3 separate regions of the Mus musculus genome follow, and all the other regions are linked to region 1. The links are chromatin contacts, called in public Hi-C and HiChIP or PLAC-seq maps. All regions are on one chromosome and are shown on one strand. The core of a region is the stretch at or near the end of the contact, and the rest is flanking DNA. Distances in the headings are between cores, read along the strand shown.

The links. A called contact is a pair of places that touch in the nucleus more often than the background predicts. HiChIP or PLAC-seq counts read pairs in DNA pulled down with a chosen protein or histone mark.
Region 2: a Hi-C map of regulatory T cells shows a contact between it and region 1, with 4 times the contacts expected there. The contact joins two enhancer-like sites. A contact is called at or near these places in 1 of 15 datasets of contacts at CTCF or cohesin (the G1E-ER4 cell line), 8 of 484 Hi-C or Micro-C datasets (CD8 T cells, the N1E-115 cell line, brown adipocytes and 2 more) and 1 of 9 other capture datasets (embryonic stem cells).
Region 3: a contact with region 1 is called in an H3K27ac HiChIP or PLAC-seq map of heart atrium, with 9 times the contacts expected there. The contact joins two enhancer-like sites. A contact is called at or near these places in 1 of 15 datasets of contacts at CTCF or cohesin (pro-B cells), 44 of 484 Hi-C or Micro-C datasets (the AML12 cell line, B cells, the Ba/F3 cell line and 32 more), 5 of 115 datasets of contacts at active chromatin or transcription factors (bone marrow-derived dendritic cells, cardiomyocytes, heart atrium and 2 more) and 2 of 9 other capture datasets (adipose tissue and embryonic stem cells).

Annotation. Positions count from the first base shown.
Region 1 is chr6:71,802,135-71,806,069 of GRCm38.p6, reverse strand. All of the region lies in intron 6 of Reep1 (receptor accessory protein 1), which reads right to left. Among named protein-coding and RNA genes, the nearest start is that of Mrpl35, 20 kb to the left of the region's middle. Within about 2 kb of position 1,804, at least 53 of the 459 cell types and tissues checked have an H3K27ac peak or open chromatin away from gene starts, as enhancers often do. A contact at or near this core is called in CD8 T cells, heart atrium, muscle stem cells and 1 more, where this site is marked.
Region 2 is chr6:72,162,958-72,167,023 of GRCm38.p6, reverse strand. All of the region lies in intron 1 of Gm38832 (a long non-coding RNA gene), which reads right to left. Among named protein-coding and RNA genes, the nearest start is that of Gm38832, 3.1 kb to the right of the region's middle. Within about 2 kb of position 1,948, at least 42 of the 459 cell types and tissues checked have an H3K27ac peak or open chromatin away from gene starts, as enhancers often do. A contact at or near this core is called in CD8 T cells and regulatory T cells, where this site is marked.
Region 3 is chr6:71,416,966-71,421,257 of GRCm38.p6, reverse strand. All of the region lies in intron 2 of Rmnd5a (required for meiotic nuclear division 5 homolog A), which reads left to right. Among named protein-coding and RNA genes, the nearest start is that of Rmnd5a, 22 kb to the left of the region's middle. Within about 2 kb of position 2,192, at least 71 of the 459 cell types and tissues checked have an H3K27ac peak or open chromatin away from gene starts, as enhancers often do. A contact at or near this core is called in heart atrium and muscle stem cells, where this site is marked.

The sequences.
Region 1 (3,935 bases), core at 555-3,054:
AGCATCCTGTCTGATTCTCACCAGGGTCTCTAATTTTGTGTGTGACCGGAATCATGACTTTTTCACAATGGACCCGCAGGCCATCAGGTTTAGTAGATAAAGAACCAGAAAGGAATTGAGTGGCTTTTCCCTGAGCCTGTGACTAGTAACTCTCCACCTTTGTCACAGAACACGAGTCACAGGCATGGTCCTTCTGCTGCCAAAGCCCTGTCTATATCCATAATTGGCCACAGTGCTAAGTATATTGTTTCCTGATAACTAAAGAACTGGAGCTGGAGGAATAACTCACCTGGTGAGGCACTTACTGTCCTGGACTCCATGGGGTATGGACTCCATGGGGTAGCTGCACACACACACACACACACGCACGCACGCACGCACGCACGCACGCACGCACACATACACACACAGATCTTGGCAGGTAACTGGTGGTTTGTCCTACCTGTTTGGAGGGAAGTCGTTCTTTCCCCTAAGCACTCAGAAAGTGTTGGGTATCACAAGTAATGTCATTCTCAGGACCCCCAGATCTCTAGTGCAAACACATGTTCTAGCCCACACCCCCAGACACTATGTACCTCCAGGGGCAACTCGCTCCTCCTCGGTGCCTTATACTTGTACATGAACTCCAACAGGTCCTCCTCCTCCTCGTCAGAAAACGCCAGTGGGTTTCGGACCTGGTGGGGCTCCCATGACTTCACACCACCCTCATTCACATCTCCCTCAACCACTTAATGTCCATCTAACAAAGGAGACAAAGGACAGCGAGAAGGGGTCAGTGTGGAAGGGAGCAAGGATGGCAGGAAGGGTGATTAGGTACACAGCACAACAAACCTGTTAGGACAGCCAGGGCCCCCTATCTGAAGAAGCCGTACTGTCTTTAGGGGGGACTCAGGAAAGTGAAGGTATAAGTGGAAGCCTTAGCAGAGTGTACAGAATCAACTGCAGACTCAGAAGCCATTGAACAGCTCCCAGGAGGATAGAAGACACTTCCTTAACTCTGAGACTTGCCATGCCCTGTTCTTAGATCTGTGACTGGACAATGGAAGAGTGGACAACAGAAATAGCCTTCTCTGAAGACAAGAACTGTGCCTCCGAGGGGTGATGCTTTCTAACTCGTACACACAGGAGATGCTGACAGTGCAGTACCCTTGTCTATGCAGCACCAGGCATCCTGGAAGAGACAGTATGTAAAATGTAGGCCTAGAGACCTAATGGATGCAGATTTTTCATTTCAAAATACCTGGTGCTAGATAGAAGAGGACCCTCATAAAGATGCAAAATCTGAATGTATCTCCCACCCCACCCCCATGCGACAGCAAGATTCTTACTTCAGTGAAACTTGAATGAGCTATAGGCAAAGCTCCAGAATTAAGTTGGCCCATTGAATGCAGCCATGTCATTGAGCCAGAATGTCCTAGCTTAGGCAGAATGCAAATTACTTTCTGCTATACCCAGTTTATCTCGAATCCACGGACACATGGTTCTATTCTTGGTCTGTTATCTTCATCCAGAACATAGTTCTATTCTTGGTATGTTGTCTTCATCCAGAGTTACAGAAGATAGAGCTAGAGGGTCCACAACTCATCCGATTCCACCACTCTGACGTCTACATACAGACTCCTGAGCTCTTGTTGGGACACCCTGCTACTGCTTCTAAAATCCTATTCAGGCGCAGAACGGGCTAGTTGCTGTGTAACAGTAGTCCTTGTGGAATTAACTAAAAGCTGCAACTAAGAGTGTTTCGTGTTTCCAGTTTCCAGTGCTCCATAGCAGCCAGCAGAGGGCAGCATGAGCCCATAGCTGCTGTCAGCCGGCCTTATAGGGCTGAGCCGTGGGTGGAGAGCCATCTGCTCAGGCTGTGTGAGCCTTGTCAGCCTGACATCATAAATTTGCCTTGATTTTTTTTTCTTTCTTTCTTCACTTTGTGCCTCTCGCAGACTGTTTACTCCGAGTATAGTTGCTTTCTTGTCCTTCCCTGCCTAAATCAGCTTGTTGAACTTGAGAGCAGTAATGCCACCTTTCTTGAACACTCTGGTCTTCCAAAGTTGCCTGAGCCCCAGATAATGCCTAGAATCTATACCCTGCAGCTCCTGCCATATGCCCTGGTTCTCTTGTGGGCCACAGTGTCTCAGCAGAAAACATCCTGAGTTGTGGGGCTGTGGCTGCTCATCCCTTGTCCTCTGAGTGTCTGAGGAAGGCCTGGGCACTCAGCTGGTCCGGATCATCTAGTGATCTCAATGGAAGCCTGTTGTCATTTTAGACAGTTCAGCTCTGCTCCACACTGGAGCATGGCTCTCACTAACCAGGACATCCCTCTAGACACAGATTCCTCCTGTCTGGAAAGAAGAATAAGGTCCAGACCTAGTTAGGACCCAAGGCTCTCAGGCCAAAGTAAAAATGCAGAAGCATCCTGGCTAGCTCCACCCCTCAAAAACCTACATCTTCAGGATGAGTTCATCCTAGCTGAGTTTAGACCTCTGAACAGGTGTGTGCTGTTCCCTTAAATGAAGAGTTTTCCCCTGCCAGTTGTTATGATAACCCAGAGACACCGCAGGATCCTTGGGTATATAATTCCTCAGTCTGCCCACCAGAATGTCCTGAGGCTGAGCATCTAAACCACACACTAACCACAATGATAACCACCTCATAGGTGGGCATGCATGCCAGTACCCCTAACTCTGGGAAACGGAGGCAGAAATTTTCTTTGGGTTAGCCTGGGCCACAAAGTGAGTTCCAGGCTAGTCTCGGCTCCAGTGTGGAGACCCTGTCTCAGACACAAAAGCAAAATAAAACGAAGAAAGAAACAAAAATCAGGGCCCATCTCGGCACTGAAACTCTTAACAGGGCTTTGTGCATGCTTCCCACTGCAACCTTGAACAAGAAGCGTAGTTTGAAAAGAAGTAGTTCTGTGACTCCCAGGAGTGGCGATCATTACAGATATCTAGGCAGGAGTAGAAGCCTGGCCTGATCTGGGCAGAGGCTGGGAGCACAGGAGGCCAGTGTGGGTGGCTGGGAGACAGAAAGAGAGACACAGAACCCTGCCTAAAAACACCCCAATTGTTAGGATGGTCCTGTGTGTCTGCCAAGTGTGCTGTTGGTATTTACTATCTTTTTTTTTTTTTTTTAAGATTTATTTATTATCGTATCCAAGTAATCTGTAGCTGTCTTCAGACGCACCAAAAGAGGGCATCAGATCTCATTACGGATGGTTGTGAGCCACCATGTGGTTGCTGGGATTTGAACTCAGGATCTTTGGAAGAGCAGTCAGTGCTCTTAACCACTCTCTTAACCATCTCTCAAGCCCCGGTATTTACTGTCTTATCTTTACTTTTCTGAATGATGGAAATCAAATCCAGGCCATTGCACATGCCGGGCAGATGCTCTACCACTCAGCCAAGTCCCTAGTCCCTTGTTTGTATAATCTGCCTCACTCTTGGGATAGCCATGCCTCTGAGTGCCAATGCACCATGGACGCTGGTTAACTGTATTTCCCTCTTCAGGGTGTGAGGAATGACCAGGCAGCATGCATTTACAATTTTCTCCTGATCCTATCTTCCTTTCTTCTCACTTCCCACTTTCACTTTCTTACTTTGGCTCACTGTTTCTCACACACACACACACACACACACACATGCATGCACACATACAGATACACATATGCATACATACATTCATACATACGTGCATACACACATATACTTTTTGGAACAAGCAGCAGAGTAAATAAGAAATAAGTCACACTGGATTTGTCCACACTGAGGAGTGGTACTAATCTGATAATCAAGGACAAGTGACTGGGCAGGAAACTACAGAGTGTATCTGTAGATTTGCATAGACTTGTGATCTAATATGTCCTCTGCCCAATGGCTAAGACTCCAAGACCCTGAGAACTTGTGTGGATATATGCTCTCCCATAAGAGGTCCTCCCAACCCTT
Region 2 (4,066 bases), core at 699-3,198, 360 kb before region 1:
TACCTTTCTCCTTCGGTAGTGTGCTGAGCACCCTCAAGTATCCAGAACAGTAGTCTATAGGGTGATGGCTGTATGTAGGCATCAACTCTACTTCTCTGTGTTCAGTGAGTTGTGTGGTTGTTGTCTCCAGGAATAGGGCTTTACTATCAGTTTAAGGACAACAGCCAAAAGCTTTGGCAACAGCCTGGGTTGGTTGGGAGTTCCAATGGGATGCCTTTGGCCAACGACTCAATTAGATATAACCCATTACCAGCACAAGAAGCTCATTTGGTGACCAGAAATGTCCAGTTGGGGTTCCATCTCCCATTATTTGATCATTTCATTTAGATTTAGGACACTTCTATTGTGTTAGTTTCCCCATGACCCCTCAAATGGCTCTTAGTGCTATCAGTCTCTTCCCATATTCTTTCCCTTACTTCTTCTTTCCTCCTGTCCCCATTTTATCCTCCTGTTCCTGCCTCCCCTGTCCACTTATACTTACCTGTTTTATTTCTCCTTCCTAGGGACATCCCTCCCTCCCTCCCTGCTAGTCCCTTACTCTCTGCCAAACCTCTGTGGTTATCTGGATGGTAGCCTGCTTATTAAAGACTCAACAGCTAACATCACAAATAAACAAGCGTATGCCAAAGTTGTCTTTCTAGGTCTAGGTTACTTCATTCAGGATGATGTTTTTATTTCCTAATTTCATGACTTTATTTCTCTAATGGCTGAATGCATTCCATTATGTAAACTTATCACATTTAAAAATATATATTCATCCATTGGTGGACATCCAGGCTGTTTCCAATTTCTGGTTATTATGAATAGAGCAGCAATGAACATGGTTGAGCAAGTAATGTATAGTATAGTACCGTATAGTATGATATAGAATAGTACCGTATAGTATGGTATAGAATAGTATGGTATGGTAGCATGAAGTAGCCTTTAGGTAGATGTCCAAGAGTGGTATAGTTGGATCTTAGGTAGATCAGTCCCCATCTCCCTGAGGGTCACCACACTGATTTCCATAGTAGCTGTGCAAGTGTGCACTCCCACCAGCAGTGGAGGACTGACCCCTCCCTCCATGTCCTCACCAGCATCTGCTGTCACTTGTTTTATTGAACTTGATCATTGTGACTGGTATAAGATGAAATTTCAAAGTTGATTTGCATTTCTCTGATGACTAACAATACTGAACATTAAAGTACTTCTCAGCCATTTGTATTTCCTCTTTTGAGAATTTTCTGCTCATATATGTACCCCATTTTTAATTGGGTTGCTTGTTTTCTTGATGTCCAGTTTTTTCATTCTTTATACATTTTAGAGATATTAGCACTCTATTGTTGGTAAAAAAAAAATCTTTTCCCATTCTGTAGTCTATTACTTTGTCTGAGTTATGATGTCCCCTGCCACACAGTAGCTTTTCATGAGGTTCTATTTGTGAATTATGTTCTCAGTGTCTATGCTAATGGTGTTCAGTTCAGAATGTCTTCTTCTGTGTCAATGAGTTCAAAACTATTTTCTACTTTTTCTTCTATCAGGTTCAGTGTATCTGATTTTATGTTGAGGTCTTTGCTTCATATGGAGTTTGGGCAGTGTTGTAAATATAGATCTATGTGGATTCTTCTACGTGCAGACAGCCAGTTTGACCAGTACCATTTGTTGAAGAAGCTGGGCTTTTTGTTTGTTTGTTTGTTTGGGCTTTTTTGTTTTGTTTTCCTCCCAGTGTGTGGTTTGACCCATGGGAATTGATGTTCTTCCAGAAAGAGATGACAGAGAAACAAAGATCGGGGACAAAGGCATGAGAGGGGAAGAGGAGCCTCTAGCTAGGACATCAGATAGGAAATGCGCAGACGGAGCGGGAAGGTTCTGTGTGTGCTCCAGCTGCTGGAACCCTGCAACAGTCAGTCAGGGCTGGAAGCTCGGCACTAAGAACAGTACACACGGCTTCACGACACTAGGTGGCGCTGCGTACCGGCTCATGAGTAATAGTCACTGGTTTTCTTTTCAAAAGCGAAGTCCCAGTGAACAGGCTCTGCTGAGTGGAGAAACTGCCAGAGGGGCTGTGACTGGCTCCCGCGCACACCAGTGCTGATGCAAAGTTAGGCTCCTAACTCCTGTTCTTGGCTTTCAAAGAATCTAGATAAATGGCTAGCAGAATCCTGAGTCAGAAGGCAGCCTGAAGGATGCTGAGGCCCAGACCGCCAGCCCCAATCGGTTTTCAGTGTGGCCCAACAAGAAGTCAGATTTCTTGCATCCCCCTTCCCAGGACACTCAACGCCCAGGTCCCCATGGCTTCTTCTATCCGCAGTCACATTGTTGGTTTTTAACGATGGGTCAAGGGAATCTTCCACTAGTATTCCCCTGGGAGTCCAACTGCCTTTTGCCCTGACAATGATCTCAGTTTGGCCTGCAAAGTTTCAGCTGAGGTCATGCCTGAGCCTACATTTGTCAGTTTGGTTTGGTAAGATAAAGTGAGCCATGCCATGCTGTGCTTTGAGAAAGTATATCCTGTTGTGAGTTGACAGTGTGTGTCACTTCCTTCCCTCAGCAAGCTCACTCTGTCTGCACTGAGTTCCAGCCTCTTGCCTCCTGCCTCCTGTTGATCACCCCCTGGCCTGGGCTCAGACTTGCTGAAAATGGCGTTTTGTCCCATGGTTAATAGCTTTGATGTCTGAAGCTACTGCTGGCTTCCAGCCATAAGGCCTGACCCTGCGTCCAAAAGCTTTTATTAAAAGAAGAAATGGGATGGGAAAAAAACTGGTAGTGTGCTTGCTCTTTGAGTGTGAGGCTGGGAGTTCAGATCCCAGAACCCATGTAAATGCCAGATGGGCAATCCCAGCGTTGGGAAGGCAGACAGGGGTGCCCAGAGCAAGCCTGAAAGCTAGACTAACCAGTATTGGTGAGTTCTGGGGTCAACTGGGAGATGCTAACTCAGTGAGTTAAGTGATTAACTCGGAGATCAAGTGAGACTTAATGTCAATCTCAGGTGCACAAGTGTGCACACATGTACCAGCACACACACACGTACACACACACATACACACATACACACACACACACACACACACACACACACACACCCCAATCTACCTTAAACCTGCTTACTGCAGCTTTACATGTGAGTGTGTATGAGAGAGAGAGAGAGGGAGAGGGAGAGGGAGAGAGAAAGAGACAGAGACAGAGATAGAGGGGGACAATGCAGGAAGGATACAATGCATAGGCAGGTAGTTTTTCCTCTAAAGTCAGAGTTCCTGTGGGTGGCCCATCTTTCCTCCAGCATGGAATTTTCCTAGAGGAACCCTGATGCCGACGTCCTCATTACACTACCTTTGCTTAATTACGTTCCCCCTTCTAGATGGAAACTCTGGTACAAAGGGTCTGAGCCGGTGTTTTTGCCGCCTAGGGATTTGGCTGGCAGAGGACTGCAGGCACTGATGGTGGTTATTCTAATGGAGCAGGGCCGTATTTTTGAGAGCCCTACTGGGCACTAGGATACAGTCATGAGTACCTTCTGGAACTGTGTTTTGTTTGCACAAAATGGCATTAGCAGTGGAACGGCCTGTCAGGAGAGTCAGCCGGAGCCACAGAGATGGGTACCCTGGGGAGGGGCCTCCACTCGGTGTCAGGGCCACAGTCCCAGACCTGGAGGATTTAGTGTGTGTGTGAAAATGAAGCCATCATCAGTTCAATTTCAGTTCCCAGTTTTGGAAAACTTGAGGGTGCATTTTCCATGACGGATCACCTAGGGCCTTTATTCTACCTCAGTCAGAGCAAAGCCAAGTAGGGAAAAATGGACTCTTGAGTCAGCTGATGCTACATGGAAGGCCCTGCAAGGCGCAGGATGGTGATTCCTTAGATATGCTGACTTTGCATTGTGGCTTCTAGGACTAGTATTTAAACAAAACAAAACAAAACAAAACAAAACAAACATTTTTTCTCTCTCTCTCTTTGCTTACAATCATTTCCATCAATGCATGCTGGTGGAAGGTTTTGACTGCATGGTGGAGTAGCTTTTAAGCTACTGGGATGTTAATTTTTCCACTAAGGAATTTACCTAACTATTTCTGTATTCACACAGAGACAC
Region 3 (4,292 bases), core at 943-3,442, 390 kb after region 1:
TGTTGGTTTTTTATGTGCTTGTTTTGTTTGCATTTTCTAATGGCTCAGCAGAAAAACAAAGTGCAAAGTGAGCAAGACTAGTGACCTGAGTTTGATCCCTAGAACTCGTGGTGAAGGAGAGAACTGGATGTGCCGTGGTGAGAAATTATCCGCCTGTTTTTACAGTCACACCATATACACATAACAACACTGATAAAACTTTAATAAAAATTTGTGCTTCTAGTGGAGATTATCTTACATGTGGCATCAGAATCGGCGGCGGAAAGGACTGACTCACCTTTTGCAGGTTAAATATTTACTTTGGATGAATATTGGTAGAACACTTTGTGCATTGTTTACATCTTCTTGAATAATGGTTTAATTTGAATCCCAGCAACTTCAGTCCTAGGTATGATGTGAAAACTGAGGTTTATGTTAGAGCCAGAGAGCAAATGGGGAAAACTGATACTAAAACCTAGAGCTGAGATTTTAAGGAACCTTCTCAAGTAGAATTCCTTGGGAATTGGTGTCTTTGGAGGATCTGCAGTATGCACAGGAGTCTTTCTCCTTTCCTTGTAAAATGGGAAAGTATGTTTGCCATCTTTGGGAGAATAAGTCACTGGCATTGCTCTGCTCTGTCCTATCCTTGTTCTCTGTCCTTGAGGGAGATAGGGAAGCGACAGACAGGTTGTGGAGCATGTTATCTTTGTAAGTGTGCAGCCTGTGGTGTGGCTTAGTATGTCTTTATGTTTATAAAGTAAAAGCTTAGCAGTTTGAACCTGTCTTTCTCTTAACTTCAAATACCAAAGCAGAGGTGTGAGTATTGTACAGAGGAGGTAATAGGATGTCAAAAAAGATAGTGTTGGCATCTAGAGTCCACCTACGCTTCTGCTTCTGCTACACTACCAGGCTCATTTCCCAGCCATAGCTTGTGAAGGACTGTGGTCTAGCATATGCTAAGTACAGGTTTATTTCCTCATAGGTTTTGAACCTTAGCATCAGCTTTACAGGGTGTTGCCAGACTTTCCCCTTAGGGTTTATACCAGTTTACAGTCCTGTTCAGCACACCTGGGGCAGTGCTGTTCCCTCTTTTCTCATCACATTTGCAATGGCCAGATAGTAACCAGGTGGGTGTGAAATAGTGTCTGGTCAGACTCACCTTGCCTTTCCTGTGTTTTGAAGTGGAGCATCTTTTCACATGTTAACATTAGGATGACTTCTTGTGAATTTCATATTCTTTTGCCCATGGTTTCCTCTTAGATTGGCTGTCTGTCTTTTCAGTTGGAGGTTGCTTCAATACTCTTTGTGAGTTGAATATGAAGTAGTGATTTCTCTCAATCCAGGTCTCCTTACTCTGTTGAGAGTCCTTTGGAGTTTGCTTTGTCTTACTAACCCAGATTAACTAGATGCTGAGAAAGAACCAGTTCCTTGTAGGTCCAACAGTAACCAATTGTTGGGTTCATATGCCAGTTTTTCATAAGTAGATGGGAAGCTTAGAAATAACACTGAGAATTGGCACTTAGGAATTAAAGCAAATACTGTTTTACAATGGACTGCTCAGTAACTGTGATTCACGAATGCATTTAGGTGAGCAATAAAAACTACTCTTTAAACCTACCTGATTGTATATATGAAGTGGTTAAAGAGATAGCATATATAGGCTGTAATTTAGTTCTCATGACTTCTCTACCCTTCAGTCTCTTAAGTTTAGTATGTTGTGGTTTTCTTTTTCCAAGCTTTATTGTGTCCTGCATAAATGGACACACTTTGTTGTCCTTTTTTGGTTCTTGTTTGACTCCTTCTCCCAGTGTAAGATCATCATGCCAGGCTTCTCTTTGCTTTATTGTTTGTTTTTCAAGACAGGGTTTCTCTGGGTAAACCTGGCTATCCTGTAACTCATTCTGTAGACCAGCAGGGCCTGAAACTCAGAGATTTGCCAGCCTCAGCCTACCAATATTGGAATTAAAGGTATGTGCCACCATGCCTGGCATATTGTTTGCTTTTAGTTTGCTGTGTAACCCAGGCTGACACTGAACTCAGGATCCTCAGGCCTCTGCTTCCTAAATGGTATGTAACTCTCATTGTTTTACAAATATGAAAGGGAAAAGTCAAGCATGTGGTGCTAATAATAGAGGTGTTTCTTCACATAGTGCCTCTGCTGGTTTACCGTGTTGTTGATTTCCTGGCTAGCCATGTAAATGTGTTTGGTCACCTAGTAACAGAAGCTGGAAGCAATGCCAGCTCTGATGCAACACTGAGTAAGAACCTACAGTTACCACAAAGGGAGTTGACTTGTATTTCATCCCTCAACATCCATTTATATTTTGGCTTTAATTTTTATTACGTGCAACGAGAACATAAACTGTAAAAGGGTTTCTTGTCTTCCTTAATTGCTTAAAATGAAAGAATAGATAGTTGAAGGGAGTTTAGAAACATGTATTCTTCTGTCCAAGACCGCAACTATGTTAGAAAGTTTCACTGTGGTTAAAGATAATCCTACTGGAAAGGGTGTTCTGTTTTTCTTACCTATGTAGTAGTAACCATAGAAGGCTTTGTGAAGGGAAAGTGAAGATGTGAAGGGCATCCTTGTAAAACTCCATACATACCACTGTTTAAATGCTAGACTTTTAAAAGGTTTCTCAATAAGCATTTATTTTTTGGTATATATCTCAAGGAAATTAATTATCCAAAGAATTGTATTATTTGAACAGATAGTGTTAGTGGTAACTGTTAGATTATTTTAAAAGCAGCTGTAGAGAAAAAAGGCAGAAGGAAAGAAAGGCTTGGTCTGACCTTAGGCAGTGTGATGGTTTCCATATGCTCATCCCAGAAAGTGGCACTATTAGAAGGTGTGGCCCTGTTGGAGTAGGTATGGCTTTGTTGGAGTAGGTGTGTTACTGTGAATGTGGCCTTTAAGATCCTCATCCTAGCTACCTGGAAGCCAGTATTCTGCTAGTAGCCTTCAGGTGAAGATGTAGAATTCTCAGCTCCTCCTGCACCATGCCTGCCTGGATCCTGCCATGCTCCTGCCTTGAAGATAATGGACTGAACCTATGAACCTGTAAGCCAGCCCCAATTAAATGTTGTCCTTATAAGAGTTGCCTTGGTCATGGTGTCTGTTCACAGCAGTAAAACCCTAAGACATGTCTATTCACTGCATGAATATTCACTATTACCCACATGTTTGAATGGCCAGAATGCCTACAGAGGAAGATGGGATGTGGAAATGACTTCCATAGTCCTCAAGAGAAGCTGGGAGGTATAGTCCTTCAGCAGGAAGCTACCAGTAACTATTAAAATTCTGATTGTATGTTATGGAGTCTGTATACTTAGTCTCTGCACTTGTAAGGAAGGCAGGGTGTCAAGAGTTCAAGATCATCTTTATTACATTGTGTTTGAGGCCACCTTAGCTACATAAAACCCTGTTTCTAAAAACAAGCAAACTGATAATATATATTAACGAGTAAAGATATCTTTGAAAGCATTTTTTATTTTCCGTGGTGGTTTTCTTTCTTTCCTAGTGAATTAAATCGCTGTTGACAAGTTTGTAGGCTGGTTGATAAGATTGAGAAGTAATTATTAGACAAGTCATTTCTACCCGGGGCTATGTTTATTCACAAACCAGTGAGGGATGTAACTCAGTCAGGTGGATATTGCTTATTACATATGCTTAGGCATGTGGAGAATTATAGGCAGATTCTGAGTTTGTAGTGAATCACATCTTTAGATACCCATTATTTATTTGTTTGAATGGCCTCTAGGGTATAAAATAGCCCCAGTGTACTGTGGGTTTCTAGCTGAGTCTAGAAGAAAAGCAAAATATCACCAGTCCAGTTTTCTGGTTGTTACAGACAACACACAAAATGTAAATTGCTTTTTTAAAAAGTGTCAGTGAGCTGCCATGAATCAACTGTGAAATGTAGGATGTCTGTTAAGTAGAAGTGAAACTCGGACGTTTATAGGTGATTGTGCTTCATTAGTACTGGGGACCAGTCAGTTTATGTGTGCGTCATTTTAGCATTAGGTTATTTGTGGTTTTTTTCACTGGTTAGGGTCTAGTTCAAGAGATTGGATAAGAAGCCAGGCAGTGGTGGCACATGCCTTTAATCCCAGCACTTGGGAGGCAGAGGCAGGCGGATTTCTGAGTTCGAGGCCAGCCTGGTCTACAGAGTGAGTTCCAGGACAGCCAGGGCTACACAGAGAAACCCTGTCTCAGCCCCTCCTCCAAAAAATTTAAAAATTAAACAGTAGAGACTTATGAACGGCAAAGAAGGCAAAAACGAACTAGCCAGAAAACCTTGAAACCAGGATAC